3 separate regions of the Sus scrofa genome follow, and all the other regions are linked to region 3. The links are chromatin contacts, called in public Hi-C and HiChIP or PLAC-seq maps. All regions are on one chromosome and are shown on one strand. The core of a region is the stretch at or near the end of the contact, and the rest is flanking DNA. Distances in the headings are between cores, read along the strand shown. Region 1 overlaps LPP (lipoma-preferred partner). Region 2 overlaps LPP (lipoma-preferred partner). Region 3 overlaps LPP (lipoma-preferred partner).

The links. A called contact is a pair of places that touch in the nucleus more often than the background predicts. HiChIP or PLAC-seq counts read pairs in DNA pulled down with a chosen protein or histone mark.
Region 1: a contact with region 3 is called in a Hi-C map of skeletal muscle, with 4 times the contacts expected there. The contact joins two enhancer-like sites. A contact is called at or near these places in 2 of 47 Hi-C or Micro-C datasets (both in skeletal muscle) and 2 of 2 datasets of contacts at active chromatin or transcription factors (alveolar macrophages and skeletal muscle).
Region 2: a contact with region 3 is called in an H3K27ac HiChIP or PLAC-seq map of skeletal muscle. The contact joins two enhancer-like sites. A contact is called at or near these places in 2 of 47 Hi-C or Micro-C datasets (embryonic fibroblasts and skeletal muscle) and 1 of 2 datasets of contacts at active chromatin or transcription factors (skeletal muscle).

Annotation. Positions count from the first base shown.
Region 1 is chr13:125,983,914-125,988,184 of Sscrofa11.1, reverse strand. The region is part of intron 2 of LPP (lipoma-preferred partner); the gene reads right to left. Among named protein-coding and RNA genes, the nearest start is that of LPP, 200 kb to the right of the region's middle. Within about 2 kb of position 2,439, at least 1 of the 83 cell types and tissues checked has an H3K27ac peak or open chromatin away from gene starts, as enhancers often do. A contact at or near this core is called in skeletal muscle, where this site is marked.
Region 2 is chr13:125,899,885-125,903,862 of Sscrofa11.1, reverse strand. All of the region lies in intron 2 of LPP (lipoma-preferred partner), which reads right to left. Among named protein-coding and RNA genes, the nearest start is that of LPP, 120 kb to the right of the region's middle. Within about 2 kb of position 1,727, at least 5 of the 83 cell types and tissues checked have an H3K27ac peak or open chromatin away from gene starts, as enhancers often do. A contact at or near this core is called in skeletal muscle, where this site is marked.
Region 3 is chr13:126,141,896-126,145,964 of Sscrofa11.1, reverse strand. The region is part of intron 5 of LPP (lipoma-preferred partner); the gene reads right to left. Among named protein-coding and RNA genes, the nearest start is that of MIR28, 140 kb to the left of the region's middle. Within about 2 kb of position 1,319, at least 5 of the 83 cell types and tissues checked have an H3K27ac peak or open chromatin away from gene starts, as enhancers often do. A contact at or near this core is called in skeletal muscle, where this site is marked.

The DNA of each region.
Region 1 (4,271 bases), core at 1,190-3,689, 160 kb after region 3:
CCCTTCTTGTTTCCCCTCCTCCAAAAAAGTAAAATTCGAAACCCAAGGGAGACACTCTGAATAGATAAATACATGCAGAATGAAAATGATACATCTGAAAAGATTTCTTAAGACACTCCCAAATACCAGCAAAAAGCTCAAGGCATAGGTATTTCAGTTTTTCTTTACCTGTTATTTATTTTAATAATGACCCGAAAAGTGTTTTACTTACTAATTGGATTCAAGGACTTTGGATGTACATATGAATTATTTTAACACATTTAGGAAGTAGCAAGGAAAACACCTAAGTTTTTTCTATAAGTCAATTTACAGTTACTAAAGCAGGTCATGATATTACAAAAGCCCATCATTTATAGAGGGAACAGCAAGAAAATATTCTGAAAGGAATTTTATCATCAACCCAGCTTTTAAAAAATTCTTCCTCAAAGCAACTTCCACAGCATTTGAGCTGAGTGCTGACCATTTTCTACCTCATATGAGTATCCATCCATGCCTGCTCCCCTGTGTCCATTTTCCCCTGGCTCAGTCCACTTCTTTGGGAAAACATACCTTGCCCACAAACAAGGCCAGAAAAAAAAAAAAAAAAAGTTTAATACTCCCACCACACTCTGCACCTTTGTTTTGTGGCTCCTATCACAATAAAAATTATATAATTATTTGTGAAATTATGAATATAGTGGTTTGTCACTCCTAGACCAGAAGTACTGTGATAAGAGAGCTGGTATCTACTGGTATCCACAGTTCTGGTTAAGGGCCTGATGCTTGGTCATGGTGGGCACCAAGAACTAATTGCTGATTGAAATCATGACCCCCTGCCCCTTCAAAGTATTAGGTCCTTATAAACAGGGATTGTGTCTAGTTCATTTTGGTATCACAATTGTGTATGATGGGTAGATAACATCACATAGTTCATATGTAAATGAATGAGAGTGGATCACTTATGGAGATCAGAGAGACTATTCACTGGAATGATGTGTTAATGGTAAAATAAGTACATCGAATGGATTAGGAGTTAAAGGCAACCCTCCAAGACACCTTGGAATGGCACCACACAAAGAAGGAAGGCAGAGTCTGAGATAGAAAATGTCTATGATCTAAGATTTGTGTCAATTTCTTTGGGCTCTAAAAGTCAATTTTCTCCCAATTTCAATGGGTGTGACTCTTTCCCAGATGCAACTGAGCCACAAATCTTGGGTTGTATTCCAGAGCCCAAGAAAACCAGATCTTCAGAAAAATTAAATAACAGCAAAGCCAAAACAAGGTGAAGCACCCAGAAGACTCTGGAAAAGAGTCTTCAAGTTAAGCAGCCCTGAAAAAGTTGGAGCATGCACGCCATGCAGAAAACAAATGGGCCGCACTTGAAACATGTCTCCCATGTGGAGACTTGTCCGGAGTCATCAACTTTAACCAACTTTTTATGTGAAAAGGTCATTTAACACACTTCTGAGAGATGCCAATGGCTGGCCTCCCCAAAGGATTCAAAGAATCTAAGTTTGGGCAGAAAAATTGTGCACACACAAAGAGACACTATACCACTTGCCAAACCCTGCATCAGACACTGGAAATACACATTCCAGCACTACCGGCAATCAAGACACTGGGAATCTAATTGTGGAGTTAAATGACAACAAGCACCAAAAACCTAAAGAGCTAAATGATAATCATGGAGCTGATTAGGTGAGAAGTCTGAAAACATGACACACCTGGGGTTGCTGAAGAGTTCTCCCAATCTAGCTGCCATCATTCTGATGTACCCTTACTGGCTGCACAGCCTTGGAAAAGTTACTTGAGCTCTCTGTGCTTATATGTGTCCTCATTCGTAAAATGGTTAAGATGATGATAGCCCTCGGTTTAAATGTGAGCTCTGATTACTGATCTATGCCTGGGCCTATGAGGGGCAAAAAAACCTACCAAACAGAATCTCAAATGCCAGAATAGAAGGGCCCTTACGTTCAACAGAGTCCAAGTGTTTCTTTTACAAAGAGTATAACTGAGGTCCAGGGAAGGGAGAAATGTGCCCACAACCATTGGTAAATCAGCAGCTGATCCAGGTAAGCAGCCAGGCTTGGTGATTTATGATGCCAGGTGCTGTTCACTAACACACAGAGTTGGTCAGAACTGTGAACTAATAGACGTCAAGGCTTAAAACAGTACCTGGCTCAAAGGCAGCAGTGTGGATGTATTTGCTATTATTATTGCTTACTTGATTGCAATAATATGCTGACACATTTATAGGGTGATTTATAGTTTATAAAGCCTTCCATATCCATTATTTCATTTAATCAACACAACTCCAAGAATCATGATTCCCCAGGTTCTGATGAGAAGACTGGGTCAAATGAAGCTTGGAGAGGTTTTTTGGTTTTCCCGGGATCCCATAGCTAGGTAGGAGAGAAGTGCAGCCCAGAACTCATATTTTCCACTATTGAGTTTAATGGCCTTGCCTTTCACATGATACTACACCACAGTTACCGCTAGCCCCAGACTACAGATTCCCATAGCAGCTTTTTATTGGGGAATTTCCTAATTGTCAAATCCTTCTACCTAAAGGAACAAACTCAAAGGCATCAAATTTTACTTTGCTTTTGCTACAGCTGGGAGAAACCTAGCAGAAGGAATGTCTTCCTTGGATCTGAGCTTTCTTCCTGTCTTTGAAGCAAGATAGCCCTTCTGCTGAAGACAGGGGCAATGCATAAAGAAAGGCCAAAACTAGGAGAAAGGAGGAGGGAAAGAGGAGAGAAATAACCACACAATGATGTATAACTAAGCCAGAGTGTTCCAGCTATTGATGATGAGCCAGTTCTTCTTAGGTCGAAAAATTTAACATCGTCTTGCTGTATGAATCTCTCAGCTTGAAATAAGACATCAAGATGGGCAGCATGATCCTCTCTTTCACAATTATCTCTTCCCATCAAAGTGAATTAATTTCTCAAGTGAATAATATCAAAGAACTGGCCTGAGGTGAGTGAAGTTCTTTTAAAAAAGAACTTGGTTAAGGGACTATGGAGGGTTTCTTACCTCGTGAGTAAAAGTAAAAGAATTTCTAATTATGGGCATCCAACTATCATCTGTGTTACATGTATCTATCTATCTACCTACTATCTAATCAAGAAAAGCTTTAGTAAGGAAGTGAAAGTTCTTGATTTTAGCTCTAGTTGGTCACCAACTAGTAAAGAGTCACCAAAGCCTCCTGGGCCTCTATTTCCTCATCTGTCAAGTGCAGGCTTGGACAAGGTTGACAAAGGCCATTCCAGCACTCCAAAAAACAAAAACAAAAACAAAAACAAAAAAACAAAAGGAAATATCCCAAATAAACAGGACAAAAAAAAAAAAAAAATGCCATGATGGTCAAGCCAACTGTTTCAGAAAAGTTAAAGAAAGTGTTGTTTACTCCATAATCCCTGGTTTTGAATGCAAGAAACACGTCATTTAAAATCACCCATATTCATGCTTTTGATGGTGAAAAAGTCCACCACCAAAAGCCAACAAAGTTTTGCTTAAAAACAAGCTATTTTCAGGAACAACTCTCCAAGCTAAAGCCCTAATTCACAAAATTGAGTTTGGCTGGTATAACACTGTCTTCTTTCTGCAATTATTAGGCTCTAAAAGGGTTGCTTTTTTTTTTTCCTCCTAGCAACATTTCATTTGAAAAGTGTTTGATCCTGAAATAAACCTGTAATTTCTCCTATGGAGAGGGAGGGCAGGTGAAGATCTATAGCTTAGCTCAAATAACTTCATATTTCACACAAGATTATTACAAGATCACTGATGTGAACCTTGAGAATTTTAGCAATAAAGTCATGCTATCCAAAGAATGTTCGACAGAACGTGGGTCTGGGAAATCAGCCACAAAATGGTTCTGTGATAAAATAAATTTGAGAAAACCTGAACGGTGTGGTTATTGCTTTTACCTATAAATCTTCTCAGAGTTAATCATGCTAAGGGTGCATGAAGGGTCTCCAAAATGGAGATTGCTAAAAAAGCAACTGATTCCCAACCTGAACGGACCACGTGTGGAGCAAGTATCCTATGGAGCACATTTAGGAAGGAATGTTGGCAGGGATGTAGCTTTGCCCCTGACAGTATCCTATTTCTGAAAGATAAGGTCTACAGTTCAATCAGGAACATGTATTTTAAATTTATCTTTATTCACACCAGATTTTATAATAGATGTAACAATAACCAACTAAAAACTTTGACAAAGTGACTTCTGTTTCTTGAGACTGTCTTATAAGTACAAAAGAAGCCTCATCCCACAAAGGCTGGGTTTT
Region 2 (3,978 bases), core at 478-2,977, 240 kb after region 3:
AAGGCAGAGATAAACTATAGTCTGTGGCTCAGGTAGGAAAGAGGAACCATTTGCTGGGGTTACCTGTCATCAGGAACGATTTGGTCCCCAGGTGAGTCTCTATATTAAATTAGAGGAATGATTCAAAGGGGACAGTTTCAGCTGACAAGAGCAAAAAGAAAATCAATTTCAGGTTGCCAGGACAACTAGCTTTTCCTGCAAGAATAAATTTGATACAGACCTAAAATCTGACAACTAAATGTTTCCTCACATTACATCACATCCCTAAAACGTGTGTTGAACCAGTGAGGTAATCAAGCCTGCTAATTACTTTCTAGAACATCCATAAGATGCAGGATTAATGGTCTTGGCTCCAGTCTGCCTTTCCTCTAACAGCTCCACTCACTACTTCAGTTTCATAGTGAGTGAAGACGATGTGCTTCATCAGATGAATCTGAAGGCTTAGCATTGTCAGGGTGTCCTTGGATCCTAGAAGAGGGAAAGTGAGCATTTTCTGAATGCACATCCCCTAATTGCTGAGAATGTATATCCATGTCTCCTGTCACATAATTCACCAACTACCCCTTCCAAAGAAGGGATCTAAAGTCATAGAATTACACTTAACACAATGATGGATCTAAAAGGGACTTGAAGGATAACCTTTGTTTTACCAAAGAATGAATTCAAGACACAGGCAAAGCAATGACTCAAGGTTAATACAGATGGTCAACAGCTGAGTAAGAACTGGAATCCTGATCTTTTGATAATGACTTTCATGCAATTTCCTTAAATAGCTATCATCATTCCACCTCTGCCTGAGAGACTGGAAGCTAAAGTTAAGTCCACTTGATCTCCTATTAATCCTCATGAGGCAATGACCTCAAATGGCTTTATCCCAGGAGTGCAGAGTTCTGACCCCAGATCCAATAATATCTGATGAGATGAGCCTTCTCTATGCATTTGTGTTCCCAGAAGGCTGGATATCAACTTGCCTATGGACTATTAAAAACAAGAACAGATAATAAATCACTGGAAAGCACTTTGCAAGTATAAAGCAATATAAAAATGCTATGGACCAATAATATAAGCTCCGGGCTGAGACAGGTCCCTGGAGAGCACAGTGATTTCAAGGGGGCTAGACTGTGCCCACCATCAACCACCAGAAGATGTGAAGGCCACATCTCTCTCCAAACCTCACTCTCATTTCTTAGACTACTCCCAAATACTCAAGTATTCCTCTAGATCTTACTATAATATATTACATTATAGTGGATATGTGAAAAGGCACTTGCTATCATTGTATCTACAGTCACAGAGCTTTTACTAAGAGTAGAGAAACACTGAGAGGAGATCAGAATCCAACAGATAGGAAAGTAAATGTCAAGCTGTCCCTCACTGGTAATAAACCAAGTAAACCATGAAAAACAATGAACCAATTAGAAGGTGCTTGTCAGTGAATTCAGCCCTGAAAGCCAATTTAAATCTGGTGAGAGGTCAGAAGAATAGAACATACACTCAAGAGCTCTGGCTACAGGTGCCAATAGGCAAAATGAGGACAGAGCACTCCTCCCAGCCACTACCTGGTCCTTGGCTCTCATAAGCAAGGTGAGCAGAAAAGGGCAGGAACGAAAAAGAGGAATGAATAGAATAATTTAGAAATCAAAAGCTGGTGTCTGAGAGATCTAGCTTCTAACCGCCCTGCCATTACATGTTGTGTGATGTTGGTCAAGTTACTTAAACCTCTCTAAACCTTGATTTCCTCATCATCCAACATAGCTAATATTAGTACCTACTACACAGGCTGGCTTTGAGGATTAAATGAAAGGAAGTATGGAAAGTCATTTACTCAATGCCTGACACTTAGTACATGTGCTATAAACATGAGTCATCATGCTAACCAGAGAGGCTGGGGGCTGAAATCCAGCACAGAAACAAAAGGCAAGAAGTAAAGCATGAAAGAGGGGGGTCATGATCATGGAAACTGGGAAGAAAGCTCCAGGTCTACTTTGTATCTACTAGGGAATTATCATGGTCCCATTCCCAAATATCTAGTTTAGGGGTGGATGACAACAACCCAAAAATAATCAGGCATCTGAAAAACCTCAGACTTGAGTTCAAATCCAGGTTTGAACTTGAAGCACTTGAAAATTCAACCACTCAGTCAATGGAGAGGTTAGCCATCTGCATTTGAGCCACTAAAATCTAAGATTTAATATTAAATGTGGCTCCAAGATCTTCATCACAAAACAAGAAAGTAGTTTTAGTTTTTATAAAAGGAAAATGTGTCCCCACCTCCCATGCATCCCTAGTTCATTTAACACACTTCAACACACATGGCAATGGTCCATGCCTCCTAGGGGGGTAAGAAATGGGCACAAGAACCATGAAATTAAAGAGCAAGTGCCATTAAGTCAAGCACAAATAAAGAGACATGAGACTTCAGAGAAGTGAAAGAAACTAAATTTACCAAGCTCGGAGTTCCTGTCATGGTTTAGGGGTTAATGAATCTGACTAGCATCCACGAGGATGCAGGTTCAATCCCCGGCCTTGCTCAGTGGGCTAAGGATCTGGCATTGCCGTGAGCTATTGTGTAGGTTGCAGATGCAGCTTGGATCCTGTGTTGCTGTGGCGTAGGCCAGCAGCTACAGCTCTGATTCAACCCTTAGCCTGGGAACCTCCATAAGCCACAAGTATGGCCCTAAAAAGCAAATAAATAAAGAAATAAATAAATAAGAAATAAATAAATAAATAAATTTACTGAGCTCCTATTCTGGCATAGATGCATGATAAGAATTAAGAAAGGAGATAATCAAGAAAGACTTCCTGAGAAAGGCCCCTCTGAGCTGATTAACAGCTAGTGCGCTGAAGATTTGGAGCCATGTTCATCTCTTCAGCAGGATCCTGACACTGCAGTGCTGCTAGATGGGCAACCAAAAGCCCCAGAGCCACCAGCCACCCTTCCCTCCTCCAAGTTCTGATTGGCAACATGGGCATCAACCCACCACTCCATGCCCAGAAGTGAATCACCAACACAGGTCAGCTATAGAGTGAGCACGAAGTTGGGATCAAGCCAGCATCAAGGCTCATCTGCTGCACTCCACATACTACACATAAGCAGACAAAAGAGGAGACAATGAAAGGAATGAAGAAAATATGGGCTTCTTGGTAAGACTGGGTAAAGGGTGTTGAGTCAGGTTATAAAGAGAAAAAAGAGACAAGAGAAAGAGGAAGAAAGGCCAAAGGAAAGAGCTGGTATGTTGTTTGTTAGTGGTGTTTATTTCTTTAAGCATATTTCTGCCTAGTCATTTTTTAAAAAAATAATATTCCCGTTAAATCCCTCAAATGTTAACTTGAGAGTACTTTGTTTTATTCACTGACCAGCACCAAGAAGAGTTCCTGGAATATAGTAGGTGCTGAATAAATATTTACTGCTTAAATGAATAATCCTCCACTACAGTAGGTCACTGTTGCTAAGAAGAAAGAGGCTTTGAAAGAACCAAGAAAAATAGTAAGATTCTGTTTATACTTCAGCTCACTCACTTTAATAAGGTGGGATAACACAGGTGGAAACACAGTTCATGGCTCCTGGTGGGCAGTCACCATATATTCACCAAATTTGAATCAGATTGACCCATACTCCAGGGCAAAGGAAAGGCACGCCACTCAAATCACTCTGAAATCAATGGTTCAAGCAGAATGGGCTCTGACCATTCCACTGTCTCCTTTAGAGAAGGTGCCATTTTCCACCTCCTGAAAATAGCAATGCTCTAGAAGTAAAATAGAGATGACTATAGGCTCGTAAAAGAAATAGCATTGAGAAACATGGCAGGATCTAGAAAGGACTAGGTTTCAGCACTGGCTTAAAGCTTACTTAGCGGATTTGACTACCAATTTCCATGGTGTTCCTTCCATGCCTCTCCTAATGGTAATTGGAAGACTTAATCCCCAGCTAGTTCAGAAGGTAACTTTGCCTTTAAAGAGGAATGGCAGTACCTTGAA
Region 3 (4,069 bases), core at 70-2,569:
TCCAGACAATGTAATTCTAGTCTTGTATTTAATGATTATTTAGTGTTGATTTCACCTAGACAAAGGAAAAGGAAAAACAAGCGTGAGCCAAGAGCTCAGAAGAGTGGTGAGAACTGTTTGTTTTTATGCAACAACCATCAAAGATGTAAATCCAGTGGTCCGATTTTTTTTTTTTGGTCTTTTTAGGGCCACACCCACGGCATATGAAAGTTCCCAGGCTAGGGGTCGAATCGGAACTGCAGCTTCTGGCCTACACCACAGACACAGTGACACAGGATCTAAGCCAACCTACATCACAGCTCATGACAAAACTGGATTCCCGACCCACTGAGGAAAGCCAGGGATCAAACCCATGTTCTCATGGATACTAGTTAAGTTCATTACCACTGATCTACCATGGGAACTCCCAAGTGGTCTGATTTTTAATCTTCATGGCAGCTGATCCACAGAGCAGTTAACTTATCCTTCACTCACTCCTGAAGTGCTTTTTCCCTATATCTTTGGAAGGCTCTGTCTCTTGATTCTCCTTCCACCTCATTATCACTGTTCATGACATCTCTAATGGTTCCTAGGTGTCTCCAAGAGATATCAAAATCTTGGCCCAAGGGCATAATCCACTATTTTAGATAATGTCACTCAGTATCAAAATTTTAAATTTGGATCTACTCATTTCTAACCAAGTCTATATTAAGTCAACACTTCATCCTTGAACCCCAGACTCAAATATGTAACTGTCTACCCAACTGCTATTTGGAAGGCTAAAGGTCAGCTCTAATCTAACATACCTAAAACCAAATTGCTGATCAAATTCTCATAAAAAAAAAAAAAGAATAAACCACAAAACTGTCTTGCTGTCCTCCTGACACCTCACCAAATTGAATCTCCATTCTTCTCATTACCTAGTAAAAACCTAGCAATCCCCCTGGAATCTTCCTTTGCTCTCATATTCTACATCTAATCTGTCCCCAAAACTTGACATTACCATCAAAATATATCTGGAACCTCACTACTTCTTAGCAGGTGCCCCATACCTGCCCACCAACTATCATTTCTAGCCTACATTCTATCCTCCATAAAGCTGCCAGAGGGATCGCTAATGTAAGTTTGATCACATGACGAGGTAATGGTTCTTGGTACCTCCTGCCCTTATCTTTTCTCGTTCCCTGTAGATCACTCAACTCCAGCTTTACTTGGCTACTTCAGTCTTTCTCAAATAAGCCAGGTGCCAGCCAGGTTCCTCTCCCAGTGCTTTCATACTTCCTCTGTCTGGAACACGCTTTCTCCTGTTCCAAATATCTGCATGGCTCACTCCCTCACCTATCTGAGATTTCTGCTCAGATATCACCTCCTCATAAAGCCTGCTCTAACTGCCTTATATAAAGCAGCCACAATTAATCCACTCCAACCAAAGCATTCCCTCTCCTTTTGTCTGCTTTATTTTTCTCTACAGCACTTATTTCTATCAGACGTAAATGTTTACTTGTTTATCTGCTTATGATGCCTCTCTCCAGAGGAAAAGTAACCATTTAAGGAAATACATTCTGTTTTATTCATAGCTGCACCCTCACTCTCTAGAGGAGACTTGTCACCCAACAAGTGTTTAATACATAGTTGTCGTGATAATGAATAAATGGCTCCTCTTGTTACTCTTGTTGGAGTTCTAGAAATAAGACTCAACTTGAAGAATCCAATAGCATAGAAAGTGATGTAACAGTGTAAGCACTTCTAAAAGTGGCTTGTTGATTTAGAATCAAAGTAACATATTATATGTCACCATAGATTTGGACTGTGAGTCATAGACTATTAAACTTGGGAGGCAGCTGTGCTGGACTAGAAAGAAATAGGAGTCAGGTGATGATGGTTCCAGTCTTGGCAGTGCCACTGACCTACTGCATGACCTCAGACAAACAGCTTCATCCCTGTGGGCTCTCCTAGTTTACCCGTATAAACAACAATCCACCTCAAATTTCTTAACATTTTCTAGTTTGGTATGAAATTCAACTACTACTTGTTCAAAAGATATCCTTTCTGAGTTTGTGTAGAGATCATTTCACTGTTGCCAATTCTACTTTCAAGTCAGGAAAGAAGTCATTTTGAAATGGCACACCTTTTTTGAAAAAAAAAAAAGTTATCTAATTTACATCTAAAGCAGGAGATAGAAGCTTTTTCCTCTCCATGCACCACACTGGACGTTAGATGTTATCAGCTACAACACAGAAGAAATGAGTATTCAGGATGCTAAACACTTCCAGAAACCCACAGGCATATGTGAAGACACATACACACAAACACACATGTGAAATTCACACATGGAAAACAGCTTGCAGTCTTCCTTCAAATATGCTCACTTCCTATTCTTGATATGCAGCCACACAGAAGCATTTTCTCATAAGTTGTAGAGATGACCTTTAGAAATACACCTCCCTCTTTATTCCTCAGCCTGCAATCCCATGAAGATCAAAGCCAGTTTGTTCTTCTGCATTAACATTTCTGTGATCAGATATAATGTGGCACCTTGATTCTATCTGCATCAAGGCCTCTTCTCACAAGTGACTCACTTGGTAGAAGTTCAGGCATTGAACACTGCTCTGACACGGTCTCCTTTGAGGTTGATTCCACCTTGATGGTGTTACAAGCCAACATCCTGTTTAGCTGCTTTCCTCTGCAACACAACAGGTAATTGGAACTGACTGAACAATAAATCTCAATTTCCTTGTTCCATCAGGAGAATCTTTCAATTTACTAGGCTCCTTCTATTTACTAGCTCCTTCTCAGCTTTACGAATCATTCCCAAACAAGTACACAAGTTAACTGCCCACTTTTACATTAAAGGCACAGGGAAGTGGTGTCGATTCTTTCGTTAGACTTCTTAGATCTGTTTCTGCAGGACCCCAGAGAAAGCTGGCTATAGCACTTGTATTGAATACATGAAGAAACCATCTACTTGCTCACTCAAACTCCTGTCAGCTCCAGAAGGCACAAGTTCCATGTACCACTGTGCCAAGAAACAGGCATGTCTTTGTCCTCCTAAGCACCCCTTGCTGCTACCAAGTTCCAGTTTATAAAATCTGAGACACCTTTGTCTGATGAAAGCCATCCTGAACTTTTCATGCAACAAGTCACGGACCAAGAATGGCATTTCCTCAGCTTCCACAAAAACTAAATAGGGGAAGAGGGGGGAAAAGAACATGGTAAAAAGGTAAAAATGAATGGGGAACATAATAATATGCATATGATACAGAGTATGTCCCAGTATACTAAGCCAAAAAATAGACTTAATTTTCTTATAGAAATAAATTCAAAGGATTGTCAGGTACCACCAAGTTACTTACTTCAATAGTTTAACTTCATTATAGGCTAAATATCCTTGTACTAAAAGGAAGTGAATAGTTCCTGGTTGACATCAGGATAGCTTCAGAAATCTTTCCATAAAGTACAAAACACACTTAATGATCTGACTTCATCTCTTCTTACTTACATCCTCAGTCTAGTCATTATTAACAATGGGAAATCATTTTCATTCCCATAAAATGACTGTGGTAGACAGAATAATGGTTCCCCTGTAGATGTCCACACTCTGATTCTGGAACCTGTGAAAACATTACTTTGCTTGGCCAAAGAGACTTTGCTGGCGTGATTAAGATGAAAGACTTGAAATGGAGAGATATCCCGGATTATCTATGTGACCCTAATATAATTGCATGTCTTCTTAAAAACAGAGAACCTTAATGAGTTGTTGTCAGAGGAAGATATGCCTATTAAAGAACAGCCAAAAAAAGGATAGGCCAAAAGTCAAGAAATATGGTATCCTCTAGAAGCAGGAAAATACAAGGAAAGTGATTCTCCCTTAGAACCTCCAGAAAAGATTGAAGTTCTACCAACAGCTTCTCTTTAGCTGAAGAGACCTGTGCTAGACTTCGGAACTACAGACCTATAAGATAATAAATGGTTAAGTCACCAAGTTTGTGATATTTTGTTACAACACTAACAGAAAACTAATATATACACCAAGCTCAAGTCTACTTTCTGGCCTTAGCTCATGATGTTTCCTGAGTAGGTAATGGTCCTT